Regions from separate parts of the Callithrix jacchus genome. Here region 2 is linked to region 1. The links are chromatin contacts, called in public Hi-C maps. All regions are on one chromosome and are shown on one strand. The core of a region is the stretch at or near the end of the contact, and the rest is flanking DNA. Distances in the headings are between cores, read along the strand shown. Region 1 overlaps NIBAN1 (niban apoptosis regulator 1). Region 2 holds the start of NIBAN1 (niban apoptosis regulator 1).

Region 1 (2,614 bases), core at 53-2,552:
CTGGGGGTGAGTTTGTACTTTATTACTCCTGTCCCAGGTATGTTCGTGGAAACCATGATCATCTATTACTCCACATCCTCAAAGCAGGGGCAGTGGGTTGTAATGATTCCACAAGGGAAGAGAAGGCCTGGCTGGTGTCTCCATTAATATTGTGACATGGTAGCCAAAGAAGTTCAGTAAACAGAACAGGAAAGATTATCCTCTCTGTTCTGCAATGGACATCCCAACATGGAAACCAGGATTTAGATGTCACTTCAAAGGGATCACAGATAAATCAGAGCATAATCACAGGCAGTGAGAAGAATGGTCAGGCCAAGTGAAGAATGGTCAAAGAGATGACGGTGTTTATATTGGAGATAATAACTTAGGGCAAATTATAACTCTATTCAAACAACCAAAGGCTGCCATGTGGAAGAAGGCTATGAATGAAACGGGTAGAACTGGAATGACCAGTGGTGAGAACTTTGGTCTAACATAAGAAAGCATGTTCTTGCTGTCAATAACTAAAATGGGCTATCCTGAGAGGCAGAAATCTTCCTGATAGTGCAGGTGTCTGAGTACTAGTGAGACTACCTGTTGTGGGAACCTGCTGAACACTGAATATGAAGTTGAACTAAATGCACTCACAATCTCTTGCAATCCTGAGGACCTAATATTTGAACAGCTTTCTATGTTTTTTCTTCCTTTCTTTCTGTTTGCTTAAAGAATGTGACACAGCTCCAGCAAGTTCATTACTATGTGTGTTACCATGATCAATATTACTTTTAGTATCAATGATTTGGTTGCTAGAGTTTCCTCTTGCTTGTGAGGCATCAAGATCAAGTCCGATATTTAGAGGCCACCCCCAGGCTCTGTGGGACTTTGATCTTCTGTTCCAAGGCGGTGTTTGGGGGAACCAGATATCATGGACTAGGTGCATGATAGTTTATCCTTAAACTCACCATTAACCAGCCTGTTGAGCTTAATTAAGTCACATTAGCTTTTACAGAATCAGTTCCTCCTCTGTACAATGGGGGCATATTCTAATTAATGCACAAGTTCTTGTCTGGATCAATACAACATATATGTGCAAGTTCCTATTATTAAAACTATTTTAATATACATTCATGCTGAAGTACATTTAAAACAATTTCATATGGTAGGTTTCTTTTTCTTAGAGTATTTCCTTTACATGAGGTTTTGATTTTTCAAAATCAATAAAATATTTGCGAGTTTAATGGATTTTACTATATTGCAACCTCTTTGAAGAAAGAGGCTGTGCCTTGCCTATTTTTACATCCCACACAAGGCTTATAGTGGACAGCCAATAAATGTTTGTCAAGTTCCATCTCTATGAAGGCTGAGATGCAGGGCCTATGAAGCTGGGGACCAGCAGTGGCCACTAGATGGCAGAAGAGGCACGGAAGTCACACTGGAGAAACGCGGATTGACAGTCACTGGACTTCGGAGAGGAAGGGGTGGGGAAAGATTAGAGCAAAGGAGAGAACGTGGTATTTTCCACTTCACAAAAGAAATAGGAGAAACAAGAGAAAAGAAACGAGAGAAACACATTCTCATTTTATGCTTCCCACAAACAAGACAATGGTTTTACCTTTAAGACTCGGAGCTTAACCTTCTCAATGGCAACTGCAGTTTTGGAGGCCTCTCCTTGGAGATGCGGGGAAAGCAGCTGCTCGAAAGTGAAGACTGCATTCTCCATTAGCTAGAAACCAGAGAGACACAGAAACAGACAACAGTCAGAGGCTGGGATCACCGCCCGCAGGCCTGGCTACGTGGACCTGGAGAGCAGCGGCCATCACAGAGGAGTCCTCTCGGCGGCTCCTCCAGGGGTGATCCAGGGCAACATCACCCCACCACCAGGGCTGTGAAACAAAAAGTTACATGGCCACAGTGGGAGCAGGAAGAAGTTGGAAAACCCCAAACCACGGGACTGAACAAGCATTCTGTCACCTCCGTGGGCACTTCTGTTCTTTGATACCTGCAGCCACTGATTAAGGGATGAGGCGGGAGCCTTCTTCAACTCGTTTTTGGCTGCGCCTCCACTTTTAAGTGGATGTAACCACTCTGCAGCACATCCCTTCCTCTCTCTGCAGTGCTGGGAAGAGGGGCAGGTCAGGGATGGCTGGGGACAGTGGCTGACACGCTCATGGGTCAGAAAGCAGAATTAGTTCAGGTATCTTATTCTCGGCACCTTTGCCTGTGTTCCCGTCACCAGAGTCCAGTATTTCGAAAGAGATTTCTGCTAAACTGTTGCCCAATTTTGTTCCTTGTTCCTCTTTAATTCCTTACAACTCAAGGGTTAGATAAAATGTATCATTTATCCTGCCCGTAATTTTTATGAAAAAAAAATGTTCCTTTCTTCCCCTGAGATCTCAAAGCATCCAATATATACTTTTTTTTTTTTTTTGAGACATAGTCTCGCTTTGTCGCCCAGGCTGGAGTGCAGTGGCACAATTTTGGTTCACTGTAACCTCTGCCTCCAGGGTTCAAGCAAATCTTTAGCCTCAGCCTCCGAGTAGCTGGGACTACAGGCACACACCACCATACCTGGCTAATTTTTTTGTATTTTTCGTAGACATGGGATTTCGCCACCCTGTCCAGGCTGGTCTTAAAC
Region 2 (2,614 bases), core at 70-2,569, 140 kb after region 1:
TTATTTCTTTTAGGCTTAGGTCAGCTCTTTTACTAATATAAATAAATCATCCAGCTTTCCCCCTTTTAACAAACAAAAGCAAGTGATACTTGAGCAAGTGTTATCCCCTGACACTATGGGCTGCTGAGGATCTTTTACCTCCAAAACCACCAGGGCAGGAATCTGGAAAATCATGTCCGTTGCTTTTCAAGTGCTCTGATTTGATACCCTTTTAAAATGTTCTTAAAAGAACTCACGGGCCAAACAGACCTAGAGTTTAATACCTAGTTTAGAAGGTATTTCTGAAGCCGAGGGTGGGGGTTGGGGCGGGGCAGGGAAGGGCAGTAATTGGTAAGATAACCAAATGTTAGGTAGTGGTGGAAGGCAAGGTTGGGTGGGAGGTGGGAAGAGGGGAGGCCAAATACACCCAGGAGATAGTCAGGACTTCCTGCAGTTCAGTTCGGTCTGGGTCTTGGTTTTTTTCTGCCTCGCGCTCTCTACTGAGTCCCCACACCTCTGAAGGTCTCCCTAAATGAGTTTCTCCCCATCTATAACTTTCGCGACCGTTACGAAGCGCACCAGTGTTCCTCTTTCGCTTCGCGCCTCTCCGGGACGGGAAGGGAAGGGCAGGGGCTAGGAACGTCATGACAGGATCCTTTCTGCCGCTGATGAAATCATCAGGCAAGTGCTACAGTGAAGTGGGAGCGAAGCCCGCGCTTTCCAAAGCCAGGCCAACATTATTAAGAGGGAAATTCTGCCTTAGCTGCCGGGAATCCCCAGGGGAATCTTTAGAAACCAGGGATATCCCCGCTGCTCTCCCGGCGGCCCGTTCAGAAACCGCTCAGAACTCAGTCCAGGGCAGGCATGGGAGGGCGAGGTGCGCCGGACGGGACGGCCCTGACTCCAGGGCGGCGGGAGCAGCGGGAGCGCCGGAGTCCCCACCCGCATCCTGCACCTGCCTGGCTCCCAAGACCTCCCAGTCCCCGGTCCACACCCGCGCCGGAGCGCGCCGGCTGGGGAGGGAAACCTGGCTCGCGCGGGCGGGCTGAGGTCGGGGTCGCCGCGCGCTGCAGGGAGAGGGCCCGGGCGCGCCCCTTGGGGCCTCGGCCGCGGTGGCCAGCCTGGCACAAGGGTCGGGGGGCTCCCCAGGCCTCTGGGGGGCGGGCGGGCGTACCTCGGATGTAGGCGCACTTGCCCTCGTCCAGCTGGCTAGAGGCCGAGCTGCCCATGGCCGCGAACCGCCTGTGCCGAGCGCGGTAACTGCCCAGCCGCGCCGGGAGGACTGGCCGATCTGGTCCGCGCCCGCTGCTCACTCCTGGAGGTTGATCGGACGGTGACCCTGGCTCTGAAAATAAGGGTAAACTTCCTCTGAGAGGCGAGAGGCAAGAGGCAAGAGGCGTCGCCTTCTTGGGCGCCTCCTCCAGGTCCGCGCCCTCTGAGGATCTGTGGGCCGGCCTGGGGGCTGTCTTCCCGCCCTCGCCGCACTAGAGAGCTCCGACCGCCTGCCCCACCGAGGAGGACGCCAGCTCCTCCTCCTCACCCACGGTCACTTCTCGTTTTCCTCCTTTTGGGGTATCCAAGAAACACCTTGGAGGAAGTGGACCATTTCTCAAGTGACTGTAAACCTCTGTGAGCTGGAACTTTCCCCGCTCACATCCCTCAAGGTGAAGCTCAAGATCACGTTGCCTTGTAAGTGCTCCTGTCCAAAAAGCAACTTCTCAAGTGTTACCTGGGAGTCTGTTAGAAATGCAAAATCTTGGCCGGGCGCGGTGGCTTGCGACTGTGTAATCCCAGCACTCTGGGAGGCTGAGGCGGGCAGATCACGAGGTCAGGAGTTCAATACCAGCCTTGCCAACATGGTGAAACCCTCTCTACTGAAAATACAAAAATTAGCTGGGCGTGGTGACAGGCGCCTGTAATCCCAGCTACTTGGGAGGCTGAGGTAGGAGAATCTCTTGAAGCCGGGAGGCGAAGGTTGCAGTTAGCTGAGATCGTGCCATTCACTCCAGCTTGGGTGACAAGAGCAAGACGCCATCTTCAAAAAAAATGAAAAAGAAAAAAAATGCAAAATCTCAGCATGCACATGCGTACGCACACACACACACAATTAGAAACTTTGGGAGTGGGGCCCACCAATCTGTTTTCACAAGCCCTCCAGGAAATTCTGATGCCCCCTTAAGTTTGAGAACCAGAGGTAAACTATATCTTTCTGCAAGCAAGAACTTAGACCAAGGAGCGAATGGGGAAATGAGGAAAAAGGAAAGAGAGAAAAAAAAAATGAAAAGACTTAGGGAAAAACTAAGGCTTGGCCCTGCAATATACTCCCAGCCCTGAAACTTCCTTAGACTTGATGAAAGTCTGATCTTACACCTTTACTTTCCATTCCTCTCCTTAACAAACTGGAAATCAATCCTTAGAAAAGATACTTGTTCTTTTCCCACAACCACTATTTAGCTTGGCAGCCTCTTGGAACAAGACCCACTTGGGCAGAGGGGTCACCACTGATTTTGTCCTATTCTTAGTAGTTTTTTGTGACTCCTATTGACTTAACCTCCAGGTCAAATGGTCTGGATACACTAGAACCAGGCCTGAGGAGGACTCTGAAGGTTTTCCCACGCCCCCCTGCCTTTCCTGT

The links. A called contact is a pair of places that touch in the nucleus more often than the background predicts.
Region 2: a contact with region 1 is called in a Hi-C map of skeletal muscle, with 8 times the contacts expected there. The contact joins the promoter of NIBAN1 here to the enhancer-like site in region 1. A contact is called at or near these places in 3 of 3 Hi-C or Micro-C datasets (induced pluripotent stem cells and skeletal muscle).

The regions. Positions count from the first base shown.
Region 1 is chr18:42,959,224-42,961,837 of calJac240_pri, forward strand. It overlaps NIBAN1 (niban apoptosis regulator 1), which reads right to left. Exons shown (of 14, transcript XM_035279523.3): 11 at 1,592-1,702. Among named protein-coding and RNA genes, the nearest start is that of EDEM3, 46 kb to the left of the region's middle. Within about 2 kb of position 1,303, at least 3 of the 16 cell types and tissues checked have an H3K27ac peak or open chromatin away from gene starts, as enhancers often do.
Region 2 is chr18:43,099,156-43,101,769 of calJac240_pri, forward strand. It overlaps NIBAN1 (niban apoptosis regulator 1), which reads right to left and starts at 1,320. Exons shown (of 14, transcript XM_035279523.3): 1 at 1,154-1,320. The coding sequence starts at 1,208.